4 separate regions of the Sus scrofa genome follow, and regions 2, 3 and 4 are each linked to region 1. A link is a contact called in public Hi-C and HiChIP or PLAC-seq data. All regions are on one chromosome and are shown on one strand. Each heading gives the region's core, a stretch centred on a gene start, on an enhancer-like site or on the middle of the called end of the contact. The rest is flanking DNA. Distances are from core to core; before and after follow the strand shown. Region 1 overlaps EDEM3 (ER degradation-enhancing alpha-mannosidase-like protein 3). Region 2 overlaps C9H1orf21. Region 3 overlaps C9H1orf21. Region 4 overlaps C9H1orf21.

Region 1 (6,851 bases), core at 3,051-5,550:
AGAGAAATACAGAATTGTGGGAAGTATTGAATCTCATTTCAGATTTGTGTTCATGATTTAAAGTGAGGCTAGTCACTGGTTATGTGGTTTCATCCAGTTCCAACAGCTACTTAAGTTTAGGTGCAACATTGGTGGGTAATTTGGTGTAATAAGATTTAAAGTTTTGCCAACTTAACTCAAAAGAGGAGAAGAGGGAGTTCCCATCGTGGCCCAAAGGAAACGAATCTGACTACCATCCACAAGGGCACAGGTTTGATCCCTGGCCTCACTCAGTGGGTTAAGGATCCGGTATTGCTGTTAGCTATGGTGTAGGTTGCAGATGTGGCTCGGATCTGATGTGGCTGTGGCCAGCAGCTGTAGCTCCAATTGACTCCTAGCCCGGGAGCCCCCACAGGCCAAGGGTGTGGCCCTAAAAAAAAAAAAAAAAAGAGAGAGGAGTTTTCATTGTGGCTCGGTGGGTTAAGGACCCAATGTTGTCTCTGTGAGGTTGCAGGTTTGATTCCTGCCTCACACAGTGGGTTAAAGATCTGGAGTTGCCACAAGCTGCATAGGTCATAGCTGTGGCTCAGATTTGGTGTTGCTGTAGCAGTGGCATAGGCGGTAGCTGCAGCTCCAATTGCACCCTAGTCTGGGAACTTCCATGTGCCACAGGTGCAGCCATAAACAAAAAACAAAAGAGGAAAGGACATTAATGGTGGGTAAATAGGGAAGTGAGACCATGGGAAGGGGTGAGGGATTCTGCAAAACTAGAAGGAACAGTGGGTTGGAGGTCCTGAAAAACTATCCATGTGAATAGACAAGACTGAGTTGAAAATCATGATTAGATACTAAGATCTCAGGGTTTTAAAAACATTTATTTTGGAGTTCCTTGGTGGCCTAGTAGTTAAAGATTTGGTGTCACTGCTATGGCTTGGGTGTGATCCTAGGCCCAGGTTCTTCCGCATGCCATGGGTGTGGCCAAAAATTTACGTATTTTTATTAAATATGAATGCAGTAAGACAGTTAGGGCTGGAATTCTCTTGGCTCAAGGCCTCAGGTAAGACAGGAGAGTGGCTAAATGAAGAGATCAGTCCTTCTAAAGATGGCAGCGGTCTGGGGCTGCCCTTAGAACTTCATCTACTGTATAAATGGAAGGGGCTGGTTGGGAGACTGGGGAAAGGGCATTTAAGATAAGCTGGCTCACAGTGTTTGTCGGTTTGCCTCTTGACCCTAAGGTCAATGGCTTCTCCTAGAAACTTGGCAAAGATAAAGTTGGGGGGCGGGGCTCCTGTGTAGGATGTGCTTCCAGCTGCCCTAAAACTGTAGCACTGGGGTCGTGCTGGTGGTGCAAGAGTAGCAGCCAGTCCCTTGCTATTAAGTTCCTCTGTATTTGCCTAGTCTATTTAAGGGCTTTGCGAGGGAGGTTTTCGACCTTTTCAAGAAGTCCCTGTTACATCCAAAGTATTTTTTTGTATTGTTACCTGCTGTTGCTGTTGCTGAGAGAGTACCACTTCATAGGCAGCTGAGACCGAAACTGTGCGTGCTCTGACACCACAGGACTTCTCAAACATTTCTCCCACTGTCATCTGGGATGATGAGTCCATTCTTTCACAGCCGAAGAGTGCACCCCAAGCTTCCATCAGTGGACTCTCGTTGATTACCTCATTGAAGAGGTGTATGGAAACGACAGACCTCCAGGCTTATTAGGGTGAGCCGTGAGAAGCACAAGCCTTCCTAGGAGGCAGATGCTGACACTCACCAGTCTCCACCCTTAAACTGCGAGTAAAACTTCTCTCAGTATATAGACCACTTCAAGTTTGCTTTACCTAGAACAGCAACCTCCTCTTTGAAATCTTGTAAGAGAGACTGTTGGATCTTTAACTCTTTCCTGAAATAGTGGTGCATTGTTCTAAAGGCATGGAGACAGGCTGAGACTGGAGTTAATGCCCAGACAACTTGAGAATGGATGCTGCCACTTCTAAACTTCAGTCCCAGGTGGGGAAAAAGTGATCAGGTGGGAGGGCTGAGCCAAGGGTGAGCAGAAACTGAAATGGAGGTGGGAGGAGAAAGGAAGGGAGAGGGCGGCACATGGAAGGGACACGGGCTCTAGAAATAAACCAGGGCTCCCCTTCCGTGGCCCAGGCACCAGATGTGGGACTTTGAGTAAAATGCTTGAGCTTGCTCAACTCTCAGTTTGTTCATCTTTAAAGAAAGCAGTTATCAAGAAATAATACCTATTACATCTTTCAAGATATCTGTGCTCAGAAACCCTGGAACAGTGCAGATGAAAAGCATACTGTCTTAAAGTGGCTGCTAAAGGAAATGGTCTCACTGGAAATAATAGGTTAGTGTAACTTTTTATGACAATGTTCAAAGGACAATTGCTTTTATTAAATATTAGTAAACTCAAAATGTAAGCGAGGAGTTCCCATTGTGGTGCAGCAGTTATGAACCAGACTAGTATCCATGAGGTCGCAGGTTCAATCCCTGGCCCTGCTCAGTGGGTTAAGGATCTGGCATTGCCATGAGCTGTGGTGTAGGTCGCAGACACAGCTTGGATCCTGTGTTGCTGTGGCTGTGGTGTAGGCCAGCAGCTGGAGCTCCAATTTGATCCCTTGCCTGGGAACTTCCATATGCTCCAGGCGCAGCCCTAGAAAAGCAAAAAAATAAAAAATAAAAACATGTTACCAATATTGACACTTTGAAATGCTAACTCCTCTAACTCTACTCTGAGGGTCCCTGGCACTAGTTCAGGCGTGGAACTGTTCAATGTGTTTCTATACTTGCAGCTGTCCCCAGATTTACTCTCCGGGAGTAAAATGAAAATTAAAGGGAAGACAGAGTGGCAAAAAAATTTTTTAAGATATCAAAGTATAAAGATATGCAGACTGATTTTAAAAATTAAAACTAGACCAGAATATTTACATATTTTATTAAATCTTTACAATCAGTAATTATAATCAAATACACAATTATATACAAGGATTATATACATTTTGCCCAGACTTTTACATCACAGTACATAGTTTCCCTTAGAAATATGGTATACATTTATCACCAAACAATAAAATCCAACAACAGTAGTGTTACAGCACCTGTTAGTACAGACATCTTTTTCATAAATTACATCATAAGAAAATATACGGCTGTAAATTGGGCTTTTAAAAATGTCTTTTATAAAATCTGAACATACAATATTTCATTCACAGAATGTTTTTTTTTTTCTATGTTCTGACTGAAGCCTTGTGCATAAAACGACCGGTTGGAATATTTATTAAATGCCCCCCCCCCAATTATAAGCACTATTTGAATTACTTATGCTGAGCTTTCTTTATGATGAATTTGGCATGGGGTTTGGTGAGGGAACAAATGCTGGTTTTCCTATAAAAAGGGCTGTGGTGGTAATTAGAAAAAAATATCTTGACAGAGTAATTAGAGAAGTCAAATCAGAGAGTGCACAATTTTTCATTTTAATTCCTAATACTGTGGGGGAAAAAGGGAAAGTATAACGTAAAAAAAATTTTTGTTCTGAACAACAATGGTATTCTTGTTGGAAGCCTATTAAAAGTTAAAAAAGAAAAAGAACCTACCCAACAAAAGCTCTCATTCCAAACGTATCTGGTACATTACAGTTCTTTCACACCTAAACTTTATGGAGAAAGCACTGCAAATTAGGGTATGTCATTTCAATGGACTTTCCAAAGCAGAAAAAAACTATTTCTATTAGGTAAACAGGTTACGTTTTAAAACTTGAAAATACCTGAATTAAATACTTTCTCTAATATCTGATTTTAACTTTCAGATAAAATCCTTACTTGATTCCAGGTTTGTAAACATTGCATAAATCCTTCTTAGTCAAACAGTTTTATGGCTGTGGTGATCACTTCAGCTCTCTCTCTGTACAGGCAACACTTAACTGAGGTAGACCAGATGTTTCTAAAATTCAGGGTCACACAGAATCTCCTGAATCTTTAGGAAGTAAAGAAAATGCTATAAAAGGTATTTAAAAAACAAAACATTAAAAAAAAAAAAAAGCCTAATGGTATTGAAAGTTTTTAATGAACTCAAAAACAGCTTTGTGGCAGTATGTCAATTAAGAATGGAGAGAGTCAAGGACAATGTCGGAATCTGAAACTGAACATGTTACCTTCTTTTCTTAGCTAGGGAAAAATCAAGAATAACTCCTTCTGGGTGTTTTTTTTCTTCTTTTCTTTCTTCCTTCTTTTTTTTAAACGATTCATTTTCGAAACGAGTGAACAATTTGCTTCTAGACCTCAATGGCAACAGCTCCCCCTAACGGCCAAAGGAAGGGAGAGTGGCAGTAGTCTGGCTTTTCCTAGGATGCCACAAGACCTCTGCTGGACACAAAACTATGTTGTTTTGTTAACTTAGATAAGTCAGATTTAGACAACAATGGCTCTGTGCTACAAATACAAAATCAATGTACATAAGGCTCTGTAATCCAAGTTTTAAAGGAACATCTGCTCCTTTTCTCCAAGCCCCAGTCCTATGAATCAAGGCAAGTCAAGTAATTAAGCTTCAGCTATTTTGGTGGCTTTGCAATGAAGATGAACAAAGCAGTCTATCCTTCCATAGACTGTATGTATTATAGTTCTATCTTCTTACACCAAATTTCACATGCAGAGAGACTAAAAATAGCCATTTTGGTGTCAGGTTTAATTAAGGGCCAATAAAGGTCTTGTTTACTACTCTTCCCCCGCCACCCCCCCAATGTGAATTCTCTATTAGATTACTCACTGACCCAATTAAGTTTAGATGGAATTTTTGAAAGTAGCTATTTATCCCCTTGTGACAGAATGTGTTTGTTTACCTGGGATCTAAGACTGTACATGAATATACATAACTACAATACAGCACTGCTGTTCTTTTAACAGCTCCATATACAGTTTAAGTTCATCAGTACCTCAAAAACTGTTTTAAGAAAAGGTTATTATATAATGTCATGGTAAAGAAAAGGGGAATTCTCAAATATTCCTTTAGAAATGATACAGGTAACTTTGAAAATAAAATGAGTAAAGCCATGATTTCAATTACAGGGCTATCTACAGATATCAACAACAAACTTTTTAAAACTTATATGTGGCCAGCACCAGACTGCCACACACACACACACACACACACAACACACGTACACACGCTGGAGGGCCGGACTCTCATTAAACTATATGGCTGTATGTTAGTTGCTACTGTGTAAGTTTTTTACACAGATTACCAAAGACTAATTTTCAAGTCCATATCAGATGGAATACTAGTTTTTTTAAAAAAAGCAAACTTAAAAAACCATGATTCAACAGAAAATGTGACAGACTCCTTAGGTGCAACTTTAGAAATCATAGTTTCAAAGGAGGAAAATAGTAGTTACCCCAGAATTTTTAAATCACTACCACAGTTTTATCATGGCTCCCGAAGATAGAAAAATGGAACAAAATGTATTCAGATATTGGCAACACAGGCCTTGTGGCTCAAAATGCGTACTAAACATGGGATGGAGTAAGGCTGATGGCAAGAGGTAATCACCTCCAAAGAAATGAACTGGAAAAGATTTATAATTCACCCTACTAAGATATAACCTTAAGTTCCGTTTCAGAGTAGTCACAGCTTTCCCTTTGGAAGGCCCAATGGCAAGTGCATATTGCAACATTATGTTTCACCCTTGCTCCATTTTTCAAAAATATTAAGTCCTCAAATTCCACAACACAGTATATGACCTTTTTACCTGGTCCCAAGGATTAGTAACTCACTGAGAAAAGTATACTGGCTTCACCTTTGGTTTAAATGAAAAGGACATTGTTAAAAGGGAAAAGAAATCAAGTCATTTTGATCGTGTTACACAATGAAGCAAGTGAAAATGATAAGCAAAGACCGTTTTCACCGTGAATGCAGTTGCTTCATCACCACATAGGTCACTTTGAGTGTTTTTGTGAAGGCAGCATCATCGGAATGCCCGCAATACTCATCTGTGTTTTCCCCAAAGAGCCTCTAACCCCCAAAGCAAGAAAGCCGAGCTTCCTTTCATTAGAAAGAGACTCAAATTCATATTCCCCACCTCACAGTTAACTGAATCCTGTCTCTCCAGAGACTCCAGCAATCTCCTCCTGGCCTGAGGTACAGCAGGGTGGTGCATGCTGTCACCTGAGGGGGGGCTGTGAGTTTCCATTTGTGATGGGACAGTTTAAACAAGGTCAGTTCTAGCCTAACACGCTCCAGATTCCTATGATAACTCCCTCTCCCAGTCAGAACGTGGTTGCTCATCACCATACTTAAAGCCTCCCATGAGAGAGCCTGCTTAGGACCAGGGTGTCTATGAACCACAGTTTACCTTTTCTTTGGAAATACCTACCACCAGGTAGACTTTAGGGAGTCAGAGCTCATCCTTCTCCATCATTTCAAATGCTTCTATATCTTCATTCCAGTCTGCTAATATGGAGTCTATAGGCTGGACCTTCTTGCCCCAGCTGACATTAGGATTGGAATCCTCCTCAGTGTCTGACTGTTGTTCAAGTTGGTTATCTAAATCTGTACATTCACCATCCAGACGTGTCGGCTCAGGGCTTTCTGTGGGATGAGAATTCTGTTCAGAAGGAGGACCACCTGCAGCACTGTCCCTATCTGCTGGAGATGATGAGTCTGGGTGAGAGTTTGAAGAACCTTCCTCAGGAGACTCTTCATCAACTAAATCAACCTCTTGAGAACCTGATGCCATCTGTTCAGCACTCTGATTCTGAAAGTCATTTTCAGAGGATGGTTGTTCTTCATTTTCCATGTCAGGATCTGAGTAGGAAAGAAACAAACTTCATGTTACTTTTCCCCTCAAAACAGGTACTATCACACGTTCAAAAGCATACTGGTTT
Region 2 (7,241 bases), core at 2,115-4,614, 150 kb before region 1:
AGGGAATGGAGTATGGCAGCCAGGCTCCATAATTCCTTTATTCTTGCCTTTTTATTGAAAGTTTTTTGAAATACATTTTATTTGCCCTGTCTTTGCTACTAAGTGCAAGATTTTCAGTATTGGTAAATGTTTCTGCCACGACTTGCTGTCTTGCCTGACCTTAAGTTCGTTGTTAAAAACACTAAAAAATGAACAATATACCCAGAAGCTGAAGAGGTTCGGCTGAATCTGTGCTAGCCTTCTGACATCTCCTAGAAGAGAGTTTATTTTTTGTCAAAACATTATTTTCTCTTATTCTAAACCTACAAGTATTTTGAAGCATCCTTCTGTTTCCCACACTTGATTTTTTTTTCCTTTAGGCTCATTAATGCATTAAGTCTCCAGCCCAGGTGGACTTTGGCAGGTAACACAAACATAAATCAGGTTATCAGCATTCTGAAACTGTTCAGGGACTAAATCACATTGGATCACTGCTTTCAAAAATGAGAATTGTTTGACAGCCTTATGATAAACTGACTCCAAATACATCTCATCATTTTGCTGAGAACCCAGTTCAAGAATTTTTATATAGGTACATTTTTGTAGTCTTTCAGTTCTTTAAAGGAATAACCCTCAACAAGAGCATTTGTTTAGCCACTATGTCAGGTATGTGTGATAAAATTTTAATATAGCCCCCAACATATCTACTCCCAGTTGCTGAAAAGAAGTCGTTGCTTCACCGTAGAAGAAAGCCAACACAACCACTGTAGTTATTATCTTTCATTGTTGCATGACAAAGCATTGCAACATATAGAGCTGTCCAATGGCAAGTTATTATTGTCTTAAGGTTCTGCGGATCAGCTGAGTTTAGGTGGACAGTTCCTGCTTAGGGTCTGTCACGTCTCACATTTCGTTGTTGCCTGGGGTTGCCGTCATTCTAAGGCTCCCTGGGCTGAATGCTCAAGATTCAAGACGGCTCCGTCACAGGGCCATTTCGATGCTGAATTGAGTTGGCTGTGAGCTCAGCTGGGCCCATCCCCAAGTGTCTGCATGTGACTTTTCCACATGGCTTGGGCTTCTCACAACGTGGTGGCCTGAGGTTAGTCACGCTTCTCACCTGACAGCTGGCTTCCTAGAGGCAGCGGCACTTCTTCCAATTCTGTTTGTCAGAGCCGTCAGAGAGCCTCACAGATTCAAGGGAGTGGATAAGAAGGCTCTCCCTTTTGATAGATCCGAGGCCACATTGCAGAGGAGCAGGGAATGAGAGATACTGAGCAGCCGTCTTTGGGAACTACAAGTGACTACAACCACCAACCTGTTCACATATTACCGGTGGGGAGGGACCACTTTATGTGAAAAGCCTTGTGGGAAATCCCACTGACTTCAGAAACACCTCATGCACATGTCCTGAGCAAAACCTAAGTACCAAAAGGTTAAATGTATCTTATTATACTGTTCATAAGACTTCTCAGATACAGGATAACATCTGTAATGAGCCTAAGAAAAACAGGCTTTGGCACCGACCTAGCCAAGCTTAGGATGACCTTACTTAAACTGCACAAACCTTGGTCTCTCGTCTATAAAGTAGGAGTAATGATTTCTCCTTTCCCAAGTTGATTTGGGTACTAGGTGATTTTTAAAAAAAAAACACCCCGTATACTGCAGTACATAATAAATATTTAAGGAAAGATAGCTGTTTTCCTTTTATCTCTGTTTTCTGATCTGTTTCATATGCCCTCAAAACCAGCTACTAGAGAGTTCCGGGCACTTCAGTGCTTACCAACTTAGGTTTGACTATTTTGTTGAACATCATCCAGAGAATATTTAATGGCATTTTCTAATTAACTTCCATTTCAGTTCTTTGGACTTATATTTTTACTTTCTCCTAAAAAGGTTTTTGATACGGTGATTGATGGCGAATCATTGTGTTTATAGTGGAAGATCTCCGTTTTAGTCTTAATGTCAAACTTTCAAGGTCATATTAGCTCATGTTATTGGAATTTAAGAAAGAACAAATAAAATGAGTTTATAATACTAGTGAAAATGGGTGTTTAACCAGAATGTGTCATCACTCATGATGAGGAAAAACTATCTCAAAGCGGCTCTCTTGTCTCAAGAGCTTGCTAATTAGCTAACTGTTCGCGTATCTCAGTAACCCTAGTAGCTCGCATACTTTAAAGTAGCTCGGAACATGTAACACCCCACATCTTCTTTTTCTTTGAAGGCATCTTCAACTGAAAGCTTTCTAAGAAAAGTTCCTCAGCACTGATCTTAGGATTAGGAGGGAACATGTCCACGAAATGAATCTTTTGTGTCTCTGTGTGTTTTACAGAAAGTGTAAGTGGGAAACAGTTTTACTTTCTCAAAAGGTTCTGTTCTGTTTTTAGAGAAAAAAATAAGTCCTTTGTGGGGTTAGCGCTCACAGTGGTTTCCCAGTCACCGGAGAGAGTACAGAAAGTCGACATAGATGGACAAATAGTTCCTCCTTTTTAGTTGTTCATTTAACTTTTACACAAAATTCTAGGAATGCCATGAAATGAAAGGGGTTTTGTTCCTTAAGTCCGGCCCTGGGATGGTAGAGCATGCCACAAGGTGGAATAGCTTGCCAACCATGTAAGGAAAGAAAATGGCTCAGCCCCATTGGTTTAACCAGTCACTCAGTGAATACTCCTTAATTGGTTACATGCCAGTTTGTTTCCTCGGCTTTGGAGATTATGAGGAGTGCCCTTATTCCTACCCTCGGGGCGCTTATTGTCTAGAGGTAGAAGGTAAGCCAGGGAGCAGGCTAACAGGCCTAACAAGTAAACACATGGTACTATGCACACTTAACCCAAACCACTATATCCGGAAAGTCTTCTTGGTGGAGGGGTCCCTTTTATGTTCTCATTTAGCTAAACTCCCTCCCACATCAAAGCTCTGTGAAAAAGAGTACAAAGAAATACGGGCTCTTGATTTTCCATCCTTTGTACATGGCAAATGATGCTTTGATGGTGCAAGAGATGCTTGGGAACATCCTCTGTGCTGGAAGTGTGTGTTGTTCAGCAGGAGGCTGTGCAGTCCTTATCACCTTCTGTGAATCGTGCTGAGGGCCAGGAATAGAATCTGTACAAAACTGTGTGAAACATGGCCTTTGCCTTGGCGAAACTCACAATGTGTAAGAAACAAGCTGGTAAAGAAATGTAGAAACAACACAGTACCTGGGGACTTGTAAGCCCAAATTACAGGTTACTGATTAAAAGAGCAGCAAATAGGGGAACGATTAATTATGCCTCTGGAGGTATGGGAAGTGGAGCCTTGAGCAGTAAATACGAGTTGGGAGGAAGACCAGGTGAGGAACCGTAGGAGCAGAGGCCAAGGGTTGGAACTGATCTTGGTGTCAGTTCCAACCTCTCGCGGATCTGGAGTGAGGCAGGTGTGCCAAGGTTCAGGGTCTAAAGGACTGTGTGCACCATGCTGCCCAAACAGGACAAACTGGCATGTAGTGATGAAGCACCTGGCTCTGGACTCTGACAGACCCAGGTTCAAAGCTTGGCTCTTTCCCTCACGGGCGGGTTACATAACCTCTCTGTGCCTGAATATCCTGAGCACACACTACCTACCTAAGGTATTTGTAAGGGCTACAGAAGATAAACTCAGGGAAAGCACGTAGCACAATGAATGCCAATCAGCTGACCCTCAGTAAACCTCAGCAGTTGCTTTTACTGCTAGATTTGATCCCACGGACGTGGGAAAGCTATGGAAAGTTAGTCAACCTGCTGACGTCACTGCAGATAACCGAACCTCTTCCTGCTCCATCTTAACGTGTCGTTTGGATGATTAAACAAAGTAATATTTGTAAAGAGCTTGGAACAGTGCCAGGTACCTAGTAAATGCTATGCAGGTATTTTATCACATAATTTAGTTTAATTGAATCTGCTAAGGGATAGAAGTATGGCTTTCTCACTTCATAGGTGAGTAAGCTAACTTCAAAGAAGTTAAGCTTCTTGACTAAGGTAGTACAGTGGATAGTGTAGAACCTGTATTTCATGTCATGTTACAGCAGTTGCATCTTAAAGTTTGATTTAGAAAGATACAAAGGCTGGTCATCCACTTTTTTTTTTTAATTTTGTGAATTCTTGTCAGATGCTTCCATCTTTGCTCAGGTGCAAGTCATGGTTTTACCGAGCGGGAATTATAGCCGGCGTGTAATTTTGCATTCCAGTTTTTTCTTAGCGTCATATCATTTTCTATTTTCCTTTACAGTCATCATGCTAAATTTTAATGGATGTGTAAAAGTACTTCAAATTGATTTTCCTTAGCTTTTATCCTGCTGTTGGGTATTAAGTCTATTTCTTATTTTTCATAGTACCCGATGTTGCTATAAGCATTTCCCCAAATGTAGCCATTTTCTTCTGTGGATTTATTTCCTCCTACAAGTTTCCAGGAGTGGGATCACTGGCTTGATGGTTAGGAAGAGTTGTATTGCTTTTCACCTACATAGCCTAGTGCCCTCCACTAGCAGTGAATGGAGACTGCCAGTTTCAACACTGAGATAAAGGGGCAGAACTAACAGCCTCTCCAGCAACGAGTGTTTTATTTTAAAAGTCTTGCTAACTTAATTAAGAATAAGAAAGATATCCCCAGGCTATTTTATTCTTTTGCATATTTTGATTATTTTTATTTTTTGAAATGGATGGTCACCTAATGTAGTGCCCTCTTTTGTGCCATCTTCTCTCTCTTTTTCAACTAATTATTTTTCAACCTTCCATATATGTCTCTTGTATTTATTTCTGATGGACTAACCCAATTTTCTGCAGCATTGATTTTAATATTTACTCTATGCAGTGATGATCTTATTGCTTCTGTTGTGGAATGAGTGGGTCCTGCTGTTCCTTTTTCTTTGTGAGGATATTTCTCTCTCTGTGAGAATGAGTTAACAGCTGCTTCCTGAAAATTTCTCGCCTGGCATGCAAAGTTTATTTCAGGGGAATGGTAATTGCTTCTAAGATTTTTCTAGTTTTTCATTTTTCTTCTGGGCTACATTCTCATTAGGCCAGAATTTTTTTTTTTCTTTCTGTTTGTTGCTCTTTGATTTTTGGAGTGTTTACTGTAAGAAAGCTGACTTTAAATTCCATTTCTACCTGTTTTGGGGTTGGAATTAGGTCTATCAGAGATGCTGGTTTTTTTCTTCACTGTGCTACCCTTTCAATAAGCAGCATTGCCATGCTTCCAGTTAAGATTGTAGATCAGACTATTTGAAAGGTCTTATTTCATCTTGTTCCAGCCATGTGGTTATGGCCAATATGTATCTCCTGATATAAGCTACTGGAGCATTTTTTAAATGTAGTGCCATTAATGTGGCAGATTAAAAATAAAAACTTGCTTCTGAAGTTTCTTGGTTCTTATAACTCCTTATGGCTATATATATATATATATATATATATATATATATTTGATTTATTTATGCTTTTACTCAGTTAACATTTCAGAAAATTTCATATAGGTGTTTTTGGTTTTGTTTTTGCAAATTTGCAGCAGGAAAGCTTTTATTTCCCATTCTGATTTTTCTCAGAAGACCGGAACTGGGCATTTGATAATGATAAAGTCTAGAGTCCGTATGACATCGTGGCGAGGTTCCGTGCCAGAGGAAAACGGGTGTGGAACCCGGTCACACTTAATTACCTGTGTGACCTTGGGCAATTTAAAAAATATTTCTGAGCCTCAAATTTTTTCAACTCTAAAACAGTAAAAAATCATCCTACCTTATAGGATTGTTGTGAAGATTAAATATGGAAAGCACCTAACAGGTTACCTGGCACGTGGCAGGTTTCTAATCAATGACAGCTGCTGTTATTAGCAGAATCATGAGGTTTCAAGTGGTGGGAAAGCAACGTCAATTCTGTGATTATGTAGATGTGAGTCAAGAGAGGGAAAGCCATGTCTCCAAATGCACAGTTAAAGGGTGGAGGTTGCCAAGAGAGAAAAAACGAAAGAAGCAAAACCCCCATTGGACCAAGAATCATAAGAAGGAGGTTCTGCCAGGATCTGTCTCTGTGTTCTTGGTCACGTGCCTTCACTTTTGAGGCTGTGTCTTCACCCATAAAAGGAGGGGGTCATGCAGCCATGATGGCTGCCCACTTTCACCCCATCTAGGTTCTCCGTGCTTCTTAGCACTCTCTTATGTATTAAAGGTTTTTGCTTTTTTGCTGCATATCTGATCACGTTGCTCCCCTTTTTAAAGTCCTTCCTACAGTGGCTTTGCATTGCTCTCAGGTTCTGATCTGCAGGGGGGTGGGGGCATGCCTCCCCTGCTGCCTCTTGGGGCTCCTCTCTCCCCTCCCCTCCCAGCTCACGCTCTGGTCAGGTGCCTTCCCACCTAGAGCCTGCTATCCTGCAGTTCCCGCCTCTGCCTGCTTTCTCTCTTCTCATGACCAGAGCCACCTACCCTTGTCTCAGCCCTACGGTCCTTGGCTCAGGAAAGCAGTCCCTCGCCCCTCATGGTCCTTCCTTGCTTCTTACAGATTTCTCTGCAGCCTGGAACCCTGCACTGGTCCTTGGTAACCCGTATCACAATTGCATTTAAAGTTACTCGTGTAATATTTGCTTTAGGTCACCTCTGGTTGTTAATGCCTGTTTCCCCTATTCCTCACTTAACTGCCTACCATGTCCTAAGTGCTAAGTAAGTATCGGTAGGATGAATGAGTGAATAAATGAATGAACATAATTTTCAACACAATGCTAAAAGAGGCATGGTCTTTGATTTTTAATACTTCCTGTAAACCCAAGACTTGGCCAGGCTGGATACTAAGGAAGAATGAATGCTTCATAAACAATTTTGAAAATAAATGTTCTAAAATGATATTTGCAGCTATTGGTTCTTTCACATAAGAAAAAAATGCAAAATTAAACTCTGTTGCAGTCCTTATTGCCAGTAAGAAGTGACCAGCTCTGCTGTACCCTGTCAGATTGGGAAAGCGGGTGGGGTCCATGGTAAGCCTTTTCTTCTGTGTTGGGTATACGTTTTGGCCTCAGAGGTGCTTCTGTTCCTTCGCTATATTCAGAGATGCCCTCACACCATGCTGCTCAGATCCCTGGGGGCTGAAGCTGTTGTAAAGTGACTCCACCTGGAGGTAGGTGCATCTCTCTGGGGGAGTCCCTGAATTCCCTTTGAATCCCCAGTACCTGCTACCTTCTGATCCACAAGAGCTGCTCTGAGGAGGGTTGTTGCAGGAAAGCTACTTGTTTCCTCTTCTTTTGCTTCTCTACCAGTAATGCCTTTCATT
Region 3 (7,754 bases), core at 1,386-3,885, 200 kb before region 1:
ATATACATATTGTCGGGACCAACTTCATGGGTTATGGTGAAGATTAGATGAGAAAATACATAAGCTTTATTTAAAAATTCAAAGCATTTGGAAGCAAAGTAATAATTCACTGTTTCTTCCTGTAACAATTTCTGGTTGTAGAAAATGAAGATTAATTAAAGAATAATTCATCGGTGTTTGTGTTTGTGAGACAGTAAGAGAGGGAATAATGTTTAAACCTGTGCTGTCCAGTACAGCAGTCCTTGGCCACATGTGACTGTTAAGCATGTGAACTAAGGCTAGTCCTAACTGAGGTATGCTGTAAATGTGAATTACACAGGAGATTTTCAGGACTTAGTATGAAAAAGAAAAAAAAGAGTATGAAATAGCTCACTAGTTTTCTATTGATTGCATGTTGAAATGATAATATTTTGGATATATTGTGTTAAATTATATATGTATTTTTCCTACACCACAGCCACAGCAATGCAGGATCCAAGCCCCATCTGTGACCTATACCACAGCTCACGGCAACGCCAGATCCTTAACCCAGTGAGCGACACCAGGGATCGAACCCATGTCCTCTTGGATACTAGTCGGGTTCATTACCGCTGAGCCACAACAGGAACTCCCTCACTCATCTTGACTTACATTTTTTTCAGCTCTTATAACTGTGATCCAAGTCTGTCATACACTCATCAAACACCTCTGCCCTTAAGGTCCTCCTTCACCAACTCACCGAAGGAAAAAAAAAATATGGAGAGGGATGATGTCCTCTCTGACTTTTGGGCAACAGCTTCAGAAGTCAATAGACGCTTCCACAGGTCAGCAGGAAAGCTGCAGGAGAAGGCAGCTAACAATTCCCAATTCCCACGGAGAGGTGAACAGGTTAGAGTTGCTCTTTCTGGTCCTGTGGGCTGGCTCCCAATCTCTGCCTCTCTGGCTGTCCCCTGTCCCCCGCCCAAGGGTACCTTCTCACCTCGAGAGCCAAGCAGACGCGGAGGGCCACTGCCTCAGCCTAACCCTTTTCTCTTTGATTCAATAATAAACAAACTCCAAAACTGAAACTTGCAAGGGAAAGAAACTGTAAACACCAACATTACCTTTTAGTGACTTCAGCCACCATCCAAGAGAAGCAGAGCCTGAGTTACGTAAGTACTTTAAGTATCCCCAGCAGCCACATTAAGTAGAAAAGGCACTGGTGAAATTCATTTTAATAACATATTTTGGAGTTCCCATGGTGGCTCCAGCAGTAAAGAACCCGACTAGTATCCATGAAGATGTGGGTTCGATCCCTGGACTTGCTTGGGGGTTAATGATTCGGTGTTGCTCTGAGCTGGAGTGTAGGTCACAGACATGGCTCGGATTCCAAGTGGCTGTGGCTGTGGCTGACGGCTGCAGCTCTGATTTGACCCCTATCCCTGGTATTTTCATATGCTGCAAGTGCATCCCTAAAGAGACCAAAAAAAAAAAAAGAAGAGTGAGGAACCTGGCCCTGGGTTTAGTCTGTGAAGATTCCACAATGTCTCAAGCTGAGCCTCAGAAAGGTCTCAGTGGCTTTAAGTGCCCACGGGGCTCATGAAATCATAGAAGCCAGCCCACCCTGGCTCACACTTCCGCATCACACTTCCAAAGTGAAGGTGCTTAGGCCAGGGTCTGACTCAGAGAAGGTCTCAGAAACATGTTGGTTTTATTTTCTGCTTTTATAGTTCCTGCCAGTCTGATAGGTGCTTCTTACTGTGACAGGAGAGAGAGAACAGGCCCAGACCCTGGGCATGTAAGAGAGTCATAGCCATGCCCTCCCACCAGCCAAATCTGTTCCCGCTTCCCCGCTTCCCACATTGTCTTTGACAAGGAGCCTTGAGTTGCCTCGTCTACATCATGGAGATGCCAGTGGCATCCACTGCTCAGCGCTGCGTGGAGGACCAGACGTTAGCAGCGTCAGCAGCAGGGGCCACCTACGGCAAGGTCAGGGGCGAGGAGCAGTCAAGCATTCCTGGTAAATAGGGCTCAGCTGACCCATCCTCTTCACTTTTGCCCCTCATCCTTCTCGAAACAGACCACACTGGAAAGCCACGGGATGCCGCATTTAATCTAGCCAAGGGGGAATCAGTCTGAATTTCTGTTTGGAAAAATTTTCTGTGCCAGAAAGTCACGAAATGCGCTATACTTTGTATGTTTCAAAAAAAAAAAGAGGAAAATCCAAGTGCTATTTTCCTTCCCTTGCCAACGGTATCAGGAGCCTGTTCTTTTAATATTAGAGACAGAGATAAGCGGGAGAGTAGGACCCTTTGTCACTTATTGCTCCAACGCAGCCTGATTGTAAGATGAGGGAGCGTGCAAGTTCTCAGATGCCATTGGCGGGAAGTGCCGGCAGGGCCCTTGGTGGTGTCCTTTGGGTTGTCGGTCTCAAGGGTTTCCCTCCATTGCTCCCTTGACCTTCCAGGTGCCCAGTCTTCTCTGTAGCTGCCTGGAGCCCTTCCTCAGGCAGAAAAAAAGACTGAACTTGGCCCTGGAGCAGGCAGCAGAGATGCTGCTGGGAGCCTCGCCTCCCAGCCTTTGGGTACCGTCCAGCAAAAAGCACAGAGGACTGGAGCTGTGGGCAAGGCTTGGTCTCTACCGAGGGAAGTTCTGAAAAAGTGACTCAGCCAACAAGAGAGAAGGCGGGAGGGTTTCTGTACTCATGGCATTCTCCTCAGGGTTATTTTCTCCTGAGTGATGTCACAGAATTCAGAAATTCAAAACCAGGGCTTCTTCCTGGAATCCTGGCTGATGTGGCCAAAAGGGACTTGTTTTGCCATCAGCACCTGCCTGGTAGCACTTAGCTAGCAACGGCCACCTGGCAGTGCACACCTGACCTTACCTGTCCAGGGTTTGGATCTCTTTTAGGCCCCAGCTGTCTCTGCAGAGCTGCACAGCACCTTCCTTTTGCACCTGGAGCCTTTTAACTGTGCCTGTTTCCTTTGTCCCTGAATTGTTGCTCGGCATCGAAAGCACAGCTATGTGAGTCACACTTTACAGTTTATAAGGCCTTTTCACAAGCCATTATTGCTGTAATCCCCACTTGGTACGAAAGGAAGCTGAAGGTAGGAGTTCACTTAACTAAAGATGTGGGACTGTGGTTAGAACTGAGAATGCAGACTCACGGCAAAGGGTGAGTCCCCTCTCAGGAGAAAGGGATCTGCCTGTCATTAAATCTGAGCCCACTTTTGCTCAAGAGTCTTTGTGAAATAATTGTTAACTGGCCACTTGAACCTCAGCTTTTATATCAGGATGTCCGGAGACTCTGCTGTGGTAATTAGGACCATTTTCACTGTCTTGGTAATGCATCCTCCTGGTAAATGCACAGGCCTGAAGTCTGGCTAATTGGTTTCCAAGCCTGGCTCAGCTACTCACTGACATGTAGTCTTGGCAAATGACTGAGGCTCTCCTTGCCTCAGTTTCCCCATCTGCATAGTGTGGGGAATACTAGCACTTACCTGCCTTGAGAGGACTTAAGTGTCTCAATGTATGGAAAGGCCTTAGACTGGGACTTGCCACATGATGTGCCCTGGGTGAAGCCCATTTAGTGTCCTCATTGTCTGAGCAGCCTCAGTTTCCCTTGACTCTGCTGGGGGAAAAGCACACCCTGTTTACCGCAGGTGTGTCATTCTCCAAACTTTAAGTTTATTGATTGTCCACATAATACGTAGCTCTTTTATTTTGTAGTTTAGAATATTTGCATTGCTGCGACTTTTTCTTTTGTGAGTGTGTGTGTGTGTGTGTGTGCGTCTTTAAATCAAAAAAGTAAAGTATATGTATGGCTTAAGAGTGGTGAATATGGTATTATACCTTATTTCTCTTAAAGTGTGGTATAATAAATAATCCCGCCATAGAAGTTAGCGCATATATTTTTATTTATCAAACATAAGTCTGTGTGTGTGTGTGTTGTGTTTGTGTATGTGGTGTGGTCCAGCCTTTTCCTCCTCTTGGGTTTCTCCGGTACAGGGAGGATATTTATAGAAGGAAGGACATTTCTTTGTGAAGCACTAAGGAGAAGCTCAGGCAACAGACAGATTATAATAGGATAAATACAATAAATACAAAATAGGATAAATACAACTGAAATAAAAAGATGCACAAATGAGATACTAGTTCAATTCATGATTTTTTTCTTTATTTATATTCAATTCTATATTCTTCTTTAAAATATGAATTAGGAATTCCCATTGTGGCTCAGCAGGTTAAGAAGGTGACTAGTATCCATGAGAATGCAGGGTCAATCCCTGGCCTCACTCAACGGGTTAAGGATCTGGCATTGTTATGGCTGTGGCTCTGGTGCAGGCCCGAACCCCTAGGCTGGGAACTTCCATATGCCGCAGATACAGCCCTAAAAAACAAAAATTAAAAAATCAGAATTAAATTAAATATGAATCATTTTATGGAACTTTATAAACTTCTTATATTCATAAATATAACATTAAAAATTGAATATCCCAGCTCATCACTTCATAATAGAGTTTGTCAGATGAATCTGAAGATTGAACTGGAAAATACGGAACCAGAAAAGTACTGTAAAAAATACGGGTTAGTGTTTCATAATCATAGGTTGCAAAATGTCTTCTTCATAATGCCACTAAACCCAAAGCCGTAAAAGAAAAAGTTGACTGCATAAAAAATTTTAAATCTGCGTGGCAACACACAAACCACCATGAACTATGCCAAATATCAAAGTGAGTGAGAACAAATTTGCAACAAAAACAGTGTTACAATAACTACTATAAAAAGACTTAAAGTCTGTAAAGAAAGGACTAACACTGCAGTTGAAAAATGGAGACGTTTGTGACCAGGTAGCTGAAAAGAAAAAAAATACAAAAGGCCAGTAAACATACAGAAAGATTTTCAACTTTTTAGTAATGAAATAAACCACACTCAAGTAACAAACAAAATATTTTTCACAACTCAAGTTGACTGGAACGGGCATCTATCTCATGCTGTAACTGGGTATGTCAAACCAGGATGATTTGGGGGGGGGGAACCAAATGGTAATATATACTACATAAAATTTAAGTGGGCACGACCTTTGCCCCAGCAGCCCCACTTCTAGGAATTTATCCTAAGATGACTGGAAAAGCGTGCGAACAGGATACTCAGGGGTCTTTCTCATTGATGAGCCATATATCAGATATGGCCATTAAAGATTAAGGTACTCTATTGAGATGGAAAGAGATCTACAGCATGTTGGTAAAGGGTTTTACACAATTATTTTATTTATAAATTTTCTTTGTTTAAAAAGTATAAAATTTGGCGTTCCTGTCATGGTGCAGTGGAAACCAATCTGACTAGGAACCATGAGATTGCGGGTTCGATCCCTGGCCTCGCTCAATGAGTTAAGGATCCGGCGTTGCCGTGAGCTGTGGTGTAGGTCACAGACACAGCTCGGATCCCACGTTGCTGTGGCTGTGGTGTAGGTCAGTGGCTACACCTCTGATTAGACCCCTAGCCTGGGAACCTCCATATGCCATGGGTGCAGCCCTAAAAAACAAAAAGGCAAAATAAAATAAGAAGTATAAAATTTTGTGCACATACATAAAAGAAATGCTTGGAAGGCTGTTCACCAAAACATTGACAAAGGCAAGCTCTCTGTTGTGGAGTTTCAAGTGATTCTTAATTTCTTTTTGTGTGCTTTTCTGTATGATGTAAATCTTTTATGATGTATGTTTATCATTCAGTACAGCTCTCTATTTTGATAAATATAATTTCATGTTTCCATTTTCTGAAAGCCTTCATTTGTGCCTTTAGGGTAATGTGAAATCTATCCCAGAGGAGAGAGGTAGCTCTGGGAGTGGCCCCAAGGCAACAGGGATTCTACTGATAGGCTCGTTTGTCCAGGCGAAGAAATGGAGTCTCATCAGTGGTGCCTGTTGGATTCATTTAAAACCTAGCAGTTCAGGCAGTCTACGAAGCACTTCCTCTCTCACCAGCTTAGGTGTTGTGCTGGCCCCTGACGCTAGGAGGAAGGATTAAACCTGGTCCCTGCCTTTCAGAACTGATAATGGTGCACCAGATAATGGGCATGTCAACAACAACAACAAAAGTCAGTATTGAATGATGACAATGCAGAAGGGCCTCTTATCTTAGGAGTAGGAGAAGGCTCTTAAAGAGGTCGATTAAGGCATCAGCTGAGTCTTACAAGGTGAAAAAACGGACAAAGGTACAGAGGTGGGGCAGGAGCTTTAGGCTGAGAGACAGTACAAAGGCTCAGAGGTACGTTATGCATCAGGTACGTCAAAGGGAGACCGGGGAAATAACTTCAGAAAATCTCAGATGGGGCAAATATCTTAAATATTCGGAAATCCTACAGTGTAATTTTTTTTTCCCAGAACACCAAAAAGGCCACGCAGACGGTGTAGGAAACATACTTGTTACCTGGAAATCGGCTGAGTGAGCATTTAGAAAGCACTGGATTAGGAGTCCAAAAGATGTGACGCTCATTCCTTAAAGTGTTTAAATGGTCAGCCCGCCTTAAGTTAGATCATTAGAGACCTTAGAATACTAATGCCGGTACCTGGCCTTGCATATGTATTGAGATGCTGTCATCATAGAAGCTCATGGAACCAGCCAAGACAGAGCAGGATGGTGTGATGTTCGTCCCACGTGGGAGTCAGAACAGGACAGTTATTTATTTTTGCACACTGGTGGTGTCTCTCTGTATGCATCGTATGTCACATGTAGATTCTTCACCTCTGCTGAAGTAAGCAGTACAAAACCAGGGCAGTAGTTACTGCCTTGAAAGGCCTGTGGGAAGTTGTTGCGGCAGGGGAGCCCTGAGTCTTTGCCCCAGATCTTAGAGGGGAGATTTGGGGCACAGTGGGAGGTAGCAATGAATGGCTTGGTCCATCCCCGTACATTCACCCACCAGGCCTTCCTGAGCGTTTAGCTGTGAAATATTTCCAGTTGAGTAGCTCGAGATCATAAATTGGTGTCACAGTTTAATTGTGTTTCTGATAACACATTCCAAACAGTGAGGAAAATTGCCTCATCCAATTAAGGCCTCTAAGGTAATAATCCTCGTTCAGTAATTGTTGATTGGCCAGTTATAAGGTTAGTTATAAGGTTCCAGTTGAATTAGTGTTTATAAACAGGCCCTGTGTGCTCCTGGGTGGTGGAGACACAAGCAACAAAGCCAAGGTAACCTGCTCTCAAAAGAGTTTACCTTATTTTAGAAGAGACACCATTGATGCATAGGAAATATTCAGCAAGAAAGAGAAACTTGAAAACATGTAACTCAGTGCTACATTGCCTGTCTGTGGGCATAGAAAGTCCTAGAGTACCAGGGGTAATGGGAAAAATTAATGTATGCCTGCTCTAGGGATAGAGAGAGGAGTGAAGGGGTTCATGGCTCAGTGGAAACGAATCCAACTAGGATCCATGAGGTTGCAGGTTCGATCCCTGGCCTTGCTCAGTGGGTTAAGGATCCATTGTTGCCGTGAGCTGTGGTGTACGTCACAGACGCGGCTTGGATCTGGTGTTGCTGTGGCTCTGGTGTAGGCCAGCAGCTGTAGCTCTGATTAGACTCCTAGCCTCGGAACCTCCATGTGCCGCAGATGTTGCCCTAAAAAGACAAAAAAGTCCAAAAAAAAAAAAAAAAAAAGAGAGAGAAGAGTGAAATGTCATGAGAAAGAAAAGCATTTCCTTCTTAGAGAAAAATCTAGCCTGTCTTCAGTTAGTCGTTATTATTCTACAGTCGTTGACTCTGAGTTCTTTGAAGGTAATGCTTAAAATTTAATCACACA
Region 4 (7,366 bases), core at 1,467-3,966, 220 kb before region 1:
GCAAAGTCAATAAAGTTCCCAAAGTCTTATGCATTGGTTGAGAGCAGCATGAGAACTGAGGTGCTTTCTTGTTTTTAAGACTCAGTAGGTGAAGCGGGCATTGATTTGTGCTACCTGAAAATGCTATTTCTAATTTCAATTTGTGCAGCCTTCTGAGGATATCATCCATCCTTAAATAGTTCTTTGTCATGGAAAGCTTAGCAAAGATTTCAGTTTCAGCCAAAACAGAAACTGACGCTTGATTTTTCAGAGGTCAGTTGAGTCTAGGAAGCACGGTTCAACATCTCTGGATTCTAATTGACAGGAAATGCACATCAGGGTCCCGCTGACTTGTCCATTTCGGAATCTCTGGTCCCTAGTGAAATGTTGAGAACTAAACAAGTTTCCCAAAAATGATTGTTGAAATAAATAAATAGCACATTTTTTTCTGGGGGCGGATTAGGGCCAACCACACAAGTGCCAAAAGCTTTCAAAATGTCATTTTACTAGTATGAGATTACACATAGCTTCCTTCCTGTCCTTTTAGGGAGTATATACTGAACATAATTTTAAATTGTCTATGATGGCTCAGAAGAGCCTTTTCAACTATAACTGTTGGTGAGCAAAGAAAGGCTGGTGACCCGGGACCTGGCTGGTGACCCGGGACCTGGAGAAGGAGAGTCCCTTCCTTAACAGCCCTCCCCACATCTCTTTGTGAAAAGAGGGTTCTAAGAGAATTCATTGGCTCAACACCTATTGCAAACCTACTCTGTGCCTGACCTGTGCCCAAGGGAATATAGAGACGAATAATCAGGACATGGTTGGTTGTGACCTCGGAAATCTGCCTGGTGAGGGAGACAGATACGTAAATGTGTAACAGCAGGAGGATGAGAGCCACACCGTCACTGAGGCTGTGACAGAGCTTAGGAGAGCTCACTGACCTTTGACGTGTCTGCCCACAGCAGCCTCTGCCTCCAGAGCCCTGGGGTGGGGTGTCCCCACGGAGCTGGCCCGGCCCCCGCAGCGCTGCGGAAACGCCATTGCAGCCCCCAGCTCTCTGTGCACGAGCTGCAGTGGGAGCTCCAGTTTCTCCTGCTATTTCAGCTGATGCCTCTTGCTTTCTGTCTGCGTTCTATCTGCCTGCTTGTTTTTGGTTTAGTTCCTAAGAACCTCTAAGCTGACACAGTTTACCTCTCACCTGTCTGTCTGCCTCTTCTTTCTAGTCTTTTTTCACCTCCGCCACTTGCTTTGTAAAGTTTCTCACCATCCCGCTCAGTCAGGATGATGGTGATGATGACAATAGCTGTCATGTCCTGATAGTTTACAGATCGCGAGGTGCTGTGCTAAGCATTTTCCCTGTATTGTCTCATCTGCTCCGCTCAGAATTCATGCAGTCTGATCCCATCTGGTAAATGAGAGCGCAAGGCCCTGTGTAGTAAATAACAATGACCAAAGCCACGCAACTCCTTTCCTTTACAAAAATCACAAAACACTGGATGTAGTCTTTGTATCTCTAGAATTTTTATTGTGTGTGTGTGTATGAGAGAAAAAAGAGACTAAGTCCTTTACCAACAAAGGTTTTATGTTTTGCTTTCTCTGTGTTTTCAGGGCACTGCCAGCAATTGAGCTGTTCTGGATAGCACTCGAAGGTTCTAGCAGGCAGAATTTCAGATAGCCAAGGCTTTCCCTTAGGGATGCTCATTTCAGTAAACCACCCTCTGCCCATCAGGAAAGTGATGGGTTTACTCAGTCACTGGATCACGGCTGACTTCTCCTCAGACCTGGGATCCTGTGGCCTGAGGCAGAGCCCTGGGAGAGAGAGATCTTAGGCTGGAGCTTGCAGCAGCCTCTGATGGATGAGTTTATTTATTTTAGTAGGGAGGGGGTTAAAGGGGGAAGGAGTCTGTTGTGGAAAGAGAGGGATGTGCTTTTAGATATAGAGAGAAATGCTTTTTAAGATTGTAGCCTTCAGATCTTATTAGTGTTACTACATTACTTTGTTACAAGTTTTTATAATTCTGAGGGCAGGAAACATACGCATACTCACATGTTACCACCACAATCCACCAGCAGGCTCTTTGGTTTTTAAACGATTCTCCCATTTGTGCCTGATGGTTAGTTTAGGTAATTCGTGTCTTTTATGTCTGTTGTTCCTACTTCTTTTTTTCTACCGTTGTGACTAGTTTAAGACTGAGCTGCAAGCCATTTCCACATTAAGTTTAGAGATTGAATTGAATCAGAAATGTGAAACACTCTTTCCTTGTGGAAGAGTTGAGACTTTGTAATTCAGTGATGAAAACATCCCCTGTGCTTTTCCAGGGTGTGTGTCAGACAAAGCTCCATGGCCTTTCATCTCTTGTCCTCAGCATCAGGCAGGTAACATTCAGCTTTCCAGGGGATTAATCCAGCTGCAGTTCTGTTGTAGTTGATGGTGTTAAAGAGGATCAACAGCTCCAAACGGACGCGCCACGTCTTGCTGTCCTTGTCCCCAAGTGAGCGTCTCTAACCAAGGGTTTGCTAAGAGTAGCACACGATGCTGGATGTCTCTCCGTGTCTTGTTGCAGAAAATAAAACTGAGATAAGCACTCATTGAACTAGCTTGAAATATCCTAGGACGTTGAAGCACATCTCTGAGACTTCCTTTCCCGGCGGGGTGTCATTGGAATTCTACTCGTGTATTTATGATCTGTCAGTCCCGTCCGAATGCGAGCCCTTCAAGGGCGGGGATTCCGTCTGTGCTTCACAATACGTTTCAACACACAGATGGCCAGGATATCCTTCACTGACCATTGAGGAAGGATTGTGAACTTATCTGCTTAGATTAGAATCAAATTGCGCTTTTGTTTGTTCGTTTTTTTTAGTAATACATCCTTATTCTACTTACACAGTCTAGTCATTTCTTGACTTTTCTTTTTTCCTTTCCATCTATCTTCTGTCGTTGTTTTCCCGGGCCACATAGGGGAGCCTACTGGGCAAACTGATTTCACCCAATGCTCCTGGAAAGTCATGCCAGGCCACCGGCATAGCAGAGTGTGCACAGAAGACTATTCTCGTGCACTTATAAGTACTTGGCAAAGCATTTCATAATCTACCTAGGTTTTTAAAACCAAAAAAAGGGAAAACAGCTGTTACTATTAGGGTACTGATAATTCCAAGGAAATCAGGTGGATCTGTCACAAGTGACACGGTGAACTGGCAGGCCAGCTGTCAGAAGATGCCAATCATGGGTGTCCTGGTACAGAAAGTTCCCCACTGACACAAGATTGGCAACTTCCTTCATATGCCCTTGGTATTCTGAGTCTTGAGAGTGGAAAGAGGAGAAGAGAACTCAAAGTCCAGGAATGTCTGCCACTGGCTTTGATCGTGAAGGAGCAATTCTAGAAAGGGCGAAGTTCTTCTGCATGGATTCACCCTGGTGTGGGTGGGCGGCTTTAATCAGGATCTGATACTTTCCTCTCTTGCCTTCCAGAAAGAATGTCAGCCTTGCATGAACTTGTGTGAACACATACAGGTGATAAAGGAAGAGAGTTTTCAGCTACAGGGTAAAGGCACTAAACTCTTAAATCCTGAAGAACAGTTATTCCACAGACTTTTTCAATTCAGCCCTCTCTGTAAGAAACATTAAAAACATTTATTTTAGTCTGTTAAAGGCAGAATAGAGAAGAGGACATAAGAGAGCTAAGCTTTGTTCATTTTTTCACTTGATACACGATTGAAATCAACACCCTTGGGCCAAAACATAATAGGTAATAATCTTTAGACCTCATAGGGCTTCCTGAAATATTTTGGAAAAAAGATTTGCAGGTATATCTTAATTCGGTAAATGTTGAAACAAAGTATATAAATAAATTGAGTCTAGGTGAGAAATGGCCTTTTTTTTTGCTTTTTAGGGCCACACCCACAGCATATGGAAGTTCCCACGTGAGGGGTCACATCAGAGCTGTAGCCACTAGCCCACATCGCAGCCACAGCAATGTGGGATCCAAGCTGGGTCTGTGACCTACACCACAACTCACAGCAACGCTGGATCCCTGACCCACTGAGTGAGGCCAGGGATCGAACCCACATCTTCATGCTTACTAGTCAGATTCGTTTCTGCTGCGCCATGACGGGAAATCCCAGAAGTGGCCTTGTTATAAGTGGTAATTTCATCCTTAGCATCACTTGAACATATGTTCAGGTAGATCATAGAGTCAAAGGGAGAGGCTCGGAGAGATGAAGCCCAGCTTTGGCACTGAGGCAGGCGAGTGACCCCTGAGACCGGAGCTCAGCATCCTCACAGCCCCTCCGGTGCTCTTTCCACTGCTCTCCTTGCCCCCCATCGCCACACCTCACTGCGGAAATCCAGCAGAAATTGTATCTTCCTGTATGGGACTTAGTGTTATGTTTCTGAGCGATACCTCTGTACAGTGATTGTTTGTGGAAGTGAAACTTTTCCCATCAAGAAAGCAGAAGCAAATATGCCTGTTTCTTTGCTGTTAATAGCATATTGTCAGTTGTCACGGCACCAAGTGAGTGTGGGTCCAGGAATGAGGATCTTGAGTTGCCAGCAGTTGCTGGGTGATAGGAAGCCTGGGCTTTTCCAGAGTATCCTCATGTCACATGTGACATCTCTTTGTGTGTTATCTTTAACATGCACAATGAAATGTGAAATGGTGTTAACAGGAGCCCAAGGACACCAAAGCGGCAAGATGAGAAATCACTTTTCGGCTGTCTTTCTTCTCCCCCCAGTGGGCTGCTGTATTAACACTCATTATAGCGAAGCAGAACAGATGGGCAAACAGACTGATTAGTTATTTATATATATATTTTTTTTCTTTGTGAAGCTTAGATGTTGGCTCTGTCTTCAATAAAAGAAAGGAGTTTTTAGATGTTGCCTTGTCTTGATTTTCCCTTTTTAATTAAAGGAGGAAAGGGGACACTTTGCTCCTGATCTATTAATAATGTGTATTATCCCTTTCTTAACTGCTGACTTCATAGCTCTCTGTGTACCCATTGCAGTTAGAATTTGATTTTTCTCCAGTCCTCTGAGCTGCATGTGGTGTCTTCATGTTCTTTCTGGCTTAGGATTTCGTTATGGAGTTTATCAGTTTTAATTCATTTTTTTAAAAGTGTCTTTCTTGACAAGGGAACTGTCTACAGTATTTTTGGCTTTTCCATCCAAAATGAAAAAGTCCATGACTAATTGGTGGAAAGGGAAATTATTCATAATATTATGTAAATAGAAATATTTCGCATAACTTTTTTCAAAAAGGTCAAATACCTCTGATTTTTCTTAAAACAGATTTTGCATATTTCCCCTTCTCAATATAATTTTAGTGTATTTAAAAATTTTTTATTCACTTTTTTTTTTCTTTTTATGGCCATCCCCTTGGCTTATTGGAGTCCCCAGACTAGGGGTTGAATTGGAGCTGCAGCTACCAGCCTATGCCACAGGCATGGTAACACCAGATCCAGATGCATCTGCAAGCTACACTGCAGCTTGCAGTAACACCATATCCTTAACACATTGAGTGAGGCCAGGGGTCAAACATGCATGTTTATGGAAACTGCATCTGGTCCTTAACCCACTGAGCCACAGTGGGAACTCCTTATTTATTTTTATACAGCCACACTTGCAGCACATGGAAGTTTCCAGGTCAGGGATTGAATCTGTGTCCCAGCTATGACCTACACTGTGGCTGCAGCAATGCTGGATCATTTAATGCTGGATTCCCTGTACCTGATCTGGGGATTGAACCTATGCCTCTACAACAAGCTGAGAAGCTGCAGTCAGATTCTTTTTTTTTTTTTCCTTCTTTTAATCTTTTTAGGGCTGCACTTGCTACATATGGAGGTTACCAGGCTAGGAGTCAAATCAGAGCTGTAGCCACTGGCCTATGCCACAGCCACAGCAATGCTGGATCCAAGCCATATCTGTAATCTACACCACAGGTTACAGCAATGCCAGATCCTTAACCCACTGAGTGAGGGCAGGGATCGAACCTGTGTCCTCATGGATACTAGTCAGATTTGTTTCTGCTGAGTCATGATGGGGACTCCTGCAGTCACATTCTTAACTGACTATGCCAAAGTGGGAACTCTAGCCTTCCTTCTCAATTTTGTAGAAGTAGGTTTTGTGATGCAATTATGCTTTCAACTCAGAAAATTAAGGTAAAGAAGAAAAGCTATCTGTAATCCCACTTCTGAATATATATTAAAAGGAAGTGAAATTACCATTTTGAAGAGTTATCTGTACCCCCATGTTCACTGCAGCAATATTCACAATAGTCAAGGTATGGAAGCAACCCAAGTTTCCTTCAGTGGACCAAGAAAATGTGAGAAACACACACACACACAGGAATGTTATTCAGCCTAATTTTGAAGGAAATCTTGCCATTCACACCTACATCCATGAACTTGGAAGGAATTATGCTGAGTGAACTAAGCCAGACAGAGAAAGACAAATATGGCATGGTATCATACATAGACTCTTGAAATGAAAGAAGTCAGACTCACAGAAAGAGAGTAGCATTGTGGTTGCCAGAGTCTGGGGGCACAGACTGGTGAAAGGGTAGAGACTTTCAGTTAGAAGATGAATAAGATCTAAGGTATGACATGAAGACTGCAGTTGCTCACCCCCTGTTGTATAATTGAAAGTTGCTAATAAGACAGTAAAACTTGTGTTCTCATTTAAAAAAAAAAAAAAAAAAAGGTAAATATATAAAGTGATAAATGTGTTCATTAACTTGGTGAGAATCCTTTCACATTGTACAGTATATTCAATCATTCTGTTGAATACTTTCGGTATATTGCAGTTTTTTTTCAATTATACTTCAATATAGCTGAAAATAAAATAAAGAGAAATCATCCACATTAAAAAAAAAAAGCAAAGAAAAAAAGGCCGTCATGTTTTCTTAAAAGGGGCAAATGAATCACACATATGTAATATGCATAAAAACCTCATGGACTTACAGTGTCCTCATGTTAGAATGTGAAGTGTTCTAGAATAATAACTCCCCTAAGGAAACCTAAAATAGTACCAGGAGAGGAGGGATAAACGTGCATGGCTACAGACTATTTTAGTCCTTTTTAAAATTTTTGAACAGGATTTATAAATTCACTAATGTTGGAGTTCCCGTCGTGGTGCAGTGGTTAACAAATCCGACTAGGAACCATGAGATTGCGGGTTTGATCCCTGGCCTTGCTCAGTGGGTTAAGGATCCGGCGTTGCCGTGAGATGTGGTATAGGTGGCAGATGCAGCTGGGATCCCACGTTGCTGTGGCTCTGGCGTAGGCTGGTGGCTGCAGCTCTGATGAGACCCCTAGCCTGGGAACCTCCATATGCCGTGGGTGCAGCCATATACATACATATATATATATTCACTAATGTATTTTATCAAAAGCA

What was found. A called contact is a pair of places that touch in the nucleus more often than the background predicts. HiChIP or PLAC-seq counts read pairs in DNA pulled down with a chosen protein or histone mark.
Region 2: a contact with region 1 is called in a Hi-C map of liver, with 2.2 times the contacts expected there. The contact joins two enhancer-like sites. A contact is called at or near these places in 2 of 47 Hi-C or Micro-C datasets (liver and skeletal muscle) and 1 of 2 datasets of contacts at active chromatin or transcription factors (skeletal muscle).
Region 3: a contact with region 1 is called in an H3K27ac HiChIP or PLAC-seq map of skeletal muscle, with 4 times the contacts expected there. The contact joins two enhancer-like sites. A contact is called at or near these places in 2 of 47 Hi-C or Micro-C datasets (embryonic fibroblasts and skeletal muscle) and 1 of 2 datasets of contacts at active chromatin or transcription factors (skeletal muscle).
Region 4: a contact with region 1 is called in an H3K27ac HiChIP or PLAC-seq map of skeletal muscle, with 3 times the contacts expected there. The contact joins two enhancer-like sites. A contact is called at or near these places in 1 of 47 Hi-C or Micro-C datasets (skeletal muscle) and 1 of 2 datasets of contacts at active chromatin or transcription factors (skeletal muscle).

Annotation. Positions count from the first base shown.
Region 1 is chr9:125,905,966-125,912,816 of Sscrofa11.1, forward strand. EDEM3 (ER degradation-enhancing alpha-mannosidase-like protein 3) reads right to left here. Exons shown (of 20, transcript XM_021102628.1): 20 at 2,896-6,771. The coding sequence ends at 6,362. Among named protein-coding and RNA genes, the nearest start is that of EDEM3, 74 kb to the right of the region's middle. Within about 2 kb of position 4,301, at least 12 of the 83 cell types and tissues checked have an H3K27ac peak or open chromatin away from gene starts, as enhancers often do. A contact at or near this core is called in liver and skeletal muscle, where this site is marked.
Region 2 is chr9:125,754,652-125,761,892 of Sscrofa11.1, forward strand. All of the region lies in intron 3 of C9H1orf21, which reads left to right. Among named protein-coding and RNA genes, the nearest start is that of C9H1orf21, 150 kb to the left of the region's middle. Within about 2 kb of position 3,365, at least 6 of the 83 cell types and tissues checked have an H3K27ac peak or open chromatin away from gene starts, as enhancers often do. A contact at or near this core is called in liver, where this site is marked.
Region 3 is chr9:125,707,641-125,715,394 of Sscrofa11.1, forward strand. All of the region lies in intron 2 of C9H1orf21, which reads left to right. Among named protein-coding and RNA genes, the nearest start is that of C9H1orf21, 98 kb to the left of the region's middle. Within about 2 kb of position 2,636, at least 5 of the 83 cell types and tissues checked have an H3K27ac peak or open chromatin away from gene starts, as enhancers often do. A contact at or near this core is called in skeletal muscle, where this site is marked.
Region 4 is chr9:125,688,970-125,696,335 of Sscrofa11.1, forward strand. The region is part of intron 1 of C9H1orf21; the gene reads left to right. Among named protein-coding and RNA genes, the nearest start is that of C9H1orf21, 80 kb to the left of the region's middle. Within about 2 kb of position 2,717, at least 9 of the 83 cell types and tissues checked have an H3K27ac peak or open chromatin away from gene starts, as enhancers often do. A contact at or near this core is called in skeletal muscle, where this site is marked.